Regions from separate parts of the Mus musculus genome. Here region 1 is linked to region 2. The links are chromatin contacts, called in public Hi-C maps. All regions are on one chromosome and are shown on one strand. Each heading gives the region's core, a stretch centred on a gene start, on an enhancer-like site or on the middle of the called end of the contact. The rest is flanking DNA. Distances are from core to core; before and after follow the strand shown.

The links. Hi-C and Micro-C count contacts between places; a contact is called where the count stands out from the background.
Region 1: a contact with region 2 is called in a Hi-C map of muscle stem cells, with 2.8 times the contacts expected there. The contact joins two enhancer-like sites. A contact is called at or near these places in 7 of 484 Hi-C or Micro-C datasets (adipose-derived mesenchymal stem cells, cerebral cortex, embryonic fibroblasts and 3 more) and 3 of 9 other capture datasets (adipose tissue, liver and pancreatic islet).

Annotation. Positions count from the first base shown.
Region 1 is chr10:69,963,220-69,966,505 of GRCm38.p6, forward strand. All of the region lies in intron 29 of Ank3 (ankyrin 3, epithelial), which reads left to right. Among named protein-coding and RNA genes, the nearest start is that of Gm33361, 43 kb to the left of the region's middle. Within about 2 kb of position 1,557, at least 52 of the 459 cell types and tissues checked have an H3K27ac peak or open chromatin away from gene starts, as enhancers often do. A contact at or near this core is called in muscle stem cells, where this site is marked.
Region 2 is chr10:69,791,383-69,794,611 of GRCm38.p6, forward strand. The region is part of intron 1 of Ank3 (ankyrin 3, epithelial); the gene reads left to right. Among named protein-coding and RNA genes, the nearest start is that of Gm33416, 73 kb to the right of the region's middle. Within about 2 kb of position 1,844, at least 22 of the 459 cell types and tissues checked have an H3K27ac peak or open chromatin away from gene starts, as enhancers often do. A contact at or near this core is called in muscle stem cells, where this site is marked.

The DNA of each region.
Region 1 (3,286 bases), core at 307-2,806, 170 kb after region 2:
CAAATGAAGCGAGCTCGCTGTGGTGGCTGCTTCTGTTCATTGTGGTCCTGACAGGATCGAGAGTCACCCAGAAGCAAGCACCCAGGCACACCTGGGAGGTATTACTTTGGGCTTGCCTGTGAGAGAACCTCCCCCTATTAGGTTAACTGAGGTGCCCTCAAAGTGAGGAGCGCTATTCCCTGGGTTTTCATCTTAGGTTATTTCAAAGGAGAAAGCTAGCAGAGCATAAATATTCACTGTTCTCTACTTCCTGGTTGCATGTAGCTGCTTTAAACCCTTGTTACTATGAATTTCCTGTCATGGTAAACTCTGCCCTTAAACTGTAAGCCAAAGTAAACCCTTATTTCTGTGTTTGTGTGCATGTGTGTCCATGTGTCTTTGTGTGTGTGTGTCTGTCTGTCTGTGTATTTCAGTGTATCTTTGTGTGTGTCCATGTGTCCTTGTGTGTGACCATGTGTGTGTGCATCTCAGACAAAGCCATTAGGTGTCCTGCTCTACCGTGCTACACCTTAGCCATTAGGTGTCCTGCTCTATCATGCTACACCTTAGCCATTAGGTGTCCTGCTCTACCGTGCTACACCTTAGCCATTAGGTGTCCTGCTCTATCATGCTACACCTTATTGCCTTGACACAGGGTCTCACTGAAGCCAGAACTCTTCATTTTTGCCTAGGCTGCCTGACCAGCAAGCCCCAGCTCTCCTCCTGCCTCCCTCTCTCTCTCTCTCTCTCTCTCTCTCTCTCTCTCTCTCTCTCTCTCTCTCTCTCTCTCACACCTCACCTCCTGACACCTTGTACTGAGATCGCATAGGCAATGCCAGGCTATGCCAGGCTTCCTAAGTGGGCATTGGGGAGCACAACTCAGGTGGCTCTGCTTGCACCAAGTTGCTTTCCCCTGTCCCTATTCCTATTGTTTATTGTTAATCGAGCCAGAGTATCGGCGGTTGTGCCAATTAAGCAGGCGTATGAGCTCCTCTGTGATGAGGTAAACTGCTAGACCTGTCTGGGTGTTCAGAACCTGTCCTTACCAACTCAAGTTTCAGGTGGCAGCTCAGTTTTTATCTCTGGCAGCAGACAGAGATCTATCGTATCTAGGTCTTTGCACAAGAAAAGGTGCTGCAGATGTGCAAACAACATTAACAGGCACGTATCCCACCAGCAAGCATCCCACACTGTGTAACGAAAACCTTAATAAACTCAGTGCCTCCAAAGTCCATTCCTAATAGCTATTTGTAGTTTTGTCAGATCTGGGACCACAGGTTCCAAGTCCCCTTCCTCCTCCCGGGTCCCTAACTTACAAATCAAAGCAGTTTAGCAATGGCTCAACGAGGATCCCCTCAAGTAGCCAGTTGTTGCAAGTAGTTGTATTGAGTCTGATACAAATTAAAATGTGGTTACAAATGTAACACTAAATAGAAAATGACTACCTGCTTCTAAATATATTTCTGTCAACAGAATATTAGAATTAAATTTCTAAGTTCCAAACTGGCACTTCTTTTCAATACTTACCTTTATCAAGCTTAAGATAAATGGTAATTTTAAAAGTGCCCCGTCATAGTTGAGCAGTGAAAAATGGAGCCTTACATTGTAGACATGTGGCCTACAGCGCCATCTTCTGGAGTCATCTGGTAGTGATGGTTCTGCAATTTTTTTCCAAATAGAAAACGTTTCTCAAGATTGCATTTAAAGTGCCGAAAGAATACATAACAATTTACTTCTAAAATCCCCCAAACGAATTACAACAAAATAGTTACCTATTTTCAATCTGTTTCAGTAAACTGGCATTTTAAATCAACCGAATGAAGACTGAGGCATAGCAAAAGGAAAGGAAAATATTCCCCAAATAGGCTCTGAAATCTGATACTTGGGAAATGGAAATTGGGCCAAAGTAAACCAGCACTGATACTTCCCACCTCCATATGATCTGTGTGCATAGATTTGCCAGCAACTTGACATTATGACCATAAATTTGGGACCCCAAGGAACGACCTCAGCTATGTTGTTCCTGGGGTCAGACAGTGCGTTAGCCCAGGCTTGGGAATCAGCATTAGCTACGTTTGGGTGTGGTGCACCAGTGTGCCCAGCACAGCAGGTCTGAGCTGCAGCCCCTGGGTGTCATGCTTCTGCCAGGCACCTCGTGAGGGTGGTGTAACTTGAAGACACTTTCCATGAGCCCGTCTCGAGATAGGATTGTACTGATTGTTTTTCTCCATAAATGTAGGGCTAACCATTTAAAGGTCTGAAGAGAGGCATGACAGAGTAATTTTCCTGAAAACTGTGTTTTCAGAAATGGTTACGTAGGCTGAGCAGAAATTAAACCTGAGCATGGAGCTCATCATTCATGGGACATTGAGGCCTCTGTGTTTCTCTCCTTAGACGTCACACTCACACCAACCAGGTCCCAAGCAGCTCTTGAGAGCAAAGGCACCAGACAGACACAGTCTAAGTAAGAGAAGCAGACTTTCAGGCCCCGCCCAGTATAGGACAGTGAAGTCAGAGTATCCAGTGTGGAACTGAGAGTATAAGCTGTTCACAGACAGTGCTTGTGTCTTAAACTGTGCAAATACCAGGGCGGTAGTTCTCAACCTGTGAGTCGCGACCCCTTTGGCAAACCTTTTTCTTCAAAGATATTTACATTACAATTCGTAACAGTCGCAAAATTACAAAGCAACAAAATAAATTTACATGCATATATGTGTGTATGTGTATATATATATATATATATATATATATGTATTTATATTTATATTTATAAAGTAACAAAAATCATTTTATGGTTGAGGGGTCAGTTCAACATGTGGGACTGTATTAAAGGGCCCGCAGCGTTAGGATGGTTGGAATCGACTGTACTGGGGATTCCATGACTGTGAGTGTGATCCACACAGCACATTTATGGTATGGATTATCTTCTGGACATCTTCTCTGTGCAACAGCGGATCTCTAAGCAACGATTCTTGTTCTATATTCCTACTTCTATGAGTGCTATGTCCTCAGGCACACACCAGAACAGGGCATACGATCCCATTACAGATGGTTGTGAGCTACCATGTGGTTGCTGGGAATTGCACTCAGGTCCTCTGGAAGAGCAGTCACTGCTCTTAACCACTGAGCCATCTCTCCAGCCCCTCTACTTCTCTTTTCTAAAAAAAAAAAAAAAAAAAAAAAAAGGACCATTTAAAATGTATATCTCAATGCATATAAATCCATTCTCCCCTCCCCCAAAAGATGTTGGGATTGTCAGACTTATTAGTCATTCTCTGGTCATCTGACTCATCTGTTGGACTCTTCA
Region 2 (3,229 bases), core at 594-3,093:
CTGAAGTCTTCTCTTAAATGTATAGCCAAAAAACAAACACACACACACACACTCACACAGAGCAAGCTATCTTTGTTATGTTTTTCTTGGACTTAAAAAAGTTGTTGATCATCCCATACATATTTGCTCATTTAAAAAAAATTTTTTTTTTACTGTATTCAGTGGAAAACTGGTAATGTTTCCTTTGCAAATTTTAACCAAGGGAAGGATGAATGAATTAAGATACCCAAATCATTTTGTGTTTCTGTCAGACTCTTGTCTCATTTCACTTACCTCTTCTTGGAATCCATTGTATCCAGTGATCATAGTTCTTGATCAGTACATTATCATATAGTGAGAACTTACTGACGGCTGTGGATGTAACCTAGGAGCCAAGTGCTTTCCTTAGCTGGGAGGGGTCCTGAGTTCAATCCCCACCACCACCGGGACAGCAGCAGAACCACACTTTCCTCACTGTGTCTTTAGCACAAACTTCTAAAACCTTCTTAGTAACCATGGTTTGACATGGAAATGAAAAGTTGGATAGACGTCCTGATTTGACCATCCGACATTGGATGTGTGTGTTGAATTATCCTTTTCAACCCATGGAATTATTAAAAATTGGTTGGGAAGAACTGTGGCATATTGAGTCTCCTCTCAGTAGACTCGTGGAAGGGGAATGGTTTCGTTTACCAACAGCTCCAGCTGCACCATCTGTTGTGCAGAGTTTAGCATGATCAGTTCAAGCCTTCATCTCACCGGCTAATTTCCCCCTCCCTCCCTCTGGTGCCGTGTGGCTCACCCTTCAATTCCGCCCAGCCTTTGGTCTCCAGGCCTTTAATTATCTAACTAGGAATCCTAGTCCAGCAAACTGTCATTTCCTGGCTGATCTTACCACAAAGAGTGTTATTTGGGAAGCGTGCAAGTCAGTATTTTCGTTCACAATATTAAGCCTGACCACACTCAGAAACAAAGTCAAAAAGAACTCAAGAAAATGTTCATCTACTCAAGTAAATTTTTTTTTTACCTCTGTCTACCTAGCCCAGTTTTAGCCTATCACTGTTGCTGTTTTGAGTTGCTAAGTTTAAATTGGTCCCTGGATTAAATATTTTAGGACACATGTCAAGAGCTCCCACTTAATAAGAATCCCGAGGCTTGAGCTTTTCAACCTGGTTTTGATTCACACTATGCTAAATAAATGGAAAAGTCCCAAGCAGCCGACGCATTTATGTAATCCCCCACACGGAACACCGGAAGTTGCTTCCGCGCAGATTCTGAGTGTCTGCAGCATCCAGTAGCATAGAGGGGTATTTTCAAAGCCGCTGTTCTTGTTTAGCTAATCCCATGGAATAAAGTCATATTTGCCTTGTTAACAAAGACCTCCAAGTTTTGATTGCATGATACTCTCCTACTTCGTTTTCTCTTTAAAAGACAGACCTGTCTGCCACCATTGTCATACTGCCGCGTGAGGAGTAAATCCTGTTTAGACTTAGATAAGGGACTTGTGTTCTCTAAGCCACATGAAGTGACATGGATTGTCCTTTGTGGAAAGGGAGGTTGGATCAGTGGAATTTGGAAAGCACATCCAAATTAGGGGCCCAAATGGGGGGTGCAGGGAGAGGAGGAAAATGGGAGGGGTGCAGGCGGGAAAGTTCAGCTAAGTCGTTCTAATTTACACTGTAGTGTAGTGATGTAGTATTGTCTTCTTGTAACATGAAGGATAGAGAAAAGCATTAAATCCGCGTTGGCCAGGTACTTCCCTGCTGTTGTGATTAAATACTTGACAAGAAGCAACTTAGTGGGAAAGGCAGGCAGCTTAGGTCTGAGGTTTGCTGCAGACAGTGCCTCTGCAGTCCTGAGGCAGCCTGGAGAAGTGAGGCCAGTCCTCCAGTGAGAGACCCACGTCCTTCAACGTGACTCCACCCCCTAAAGCTTCCATGACCTTACAACACAGTGCCACCTGCTGGAGACTAAGTGTTCAAGCATAGGCGCCCGCAGGGGACATTTCATACTCAAATCATAACCCCACGGAGCCCAAGTGACATTCTGAACGAATTTTCTTTCCTTCAGTTTTCTGACCATACAAAAGACAAGGCACGGTGACCTTTTCTTACCTCAAGAAATAAAATGTGCTTTAAAAAAAATAGGATCGTACATTTTTGTTCTGTAACAACAAGCTACTGGCTGATACTGAATCGCTATTGTATCAAATCTACTGGTTTTAAGCTCTACGCTCACTATTTAATAAACAATATTTAATATACTCACTAATATTTAATATTTAATACACTCACTATTTAATAAACAATATTGCAGTGAGTCAAGGCAGATACATAAGGACCTAGTATCCTAACCACATTGTAAATAAAGACTTCATGATATACACCTAATGTTCCTTGGGGGATGGTTGCTCCAGACAGCCACATTCCTTGGTATCCAATACTTTGCAGGCTTCCTCTAAGTCACAGGCAAACAGGACATGATCATGTGAGGGAAACCAGAAGCAAAGGAACCAGATGATAACCGTGACCAGAACTAAGCAGGGAATGACTGGCCATGAGAAAGGTTACGGTCCCATGAGTCTACCATTCTTCCCAACAGACAGGAAAGGATTTGGGTCTCGCATTAATACTGGGGACCCCTTTCATATATAGACTGTATATGATACCTCAAATATAGACTATTATCAATGTTACCTGCTGTCTTCTTCCAGTCCACATTGCGTTCCCCTTTGGAAAAAGAAAAGTCCCTGAAAGAAATGTGGTCACCAAAAGGACTGAGTTTCCTTGAATTTATGTGTTCAGATAAGGAAATTCTCTGCCTGCAATCATTAACATTGACTGTCAACTGGAGGAATCTGGGATCAGCCAGGAGACACGCCTCTGGGAGTGGCTATAAAGGAGCTATCTAGAACAGGTTAATTAAGATGGGAAGAGCCACCTTAACTATGGGAGGCACCATCACATAGGCTGTAGTCCTGGGCTGAATAAAACAGAGAGTGAGCTGGGTAGGCACTAAAACCCATCTCCTTCTGTCTTCTGATAGTGGATACAGTGTGGCTAGATGTCTCTAGTTCATTGCCATGTCCCCAGGGTTCTAGTTTCATCCCAAAACAAAACTAACGAACAAGCAAACAAAAACTTAAGAGAGAAAAGGATTTATTCCACCTTGACATTCCAGGTTTCTGACCACCATTGAGGGAAGTCAAGGCAGGAACATGGTGGCAGCCCTGTTTGCTATTCACACATCT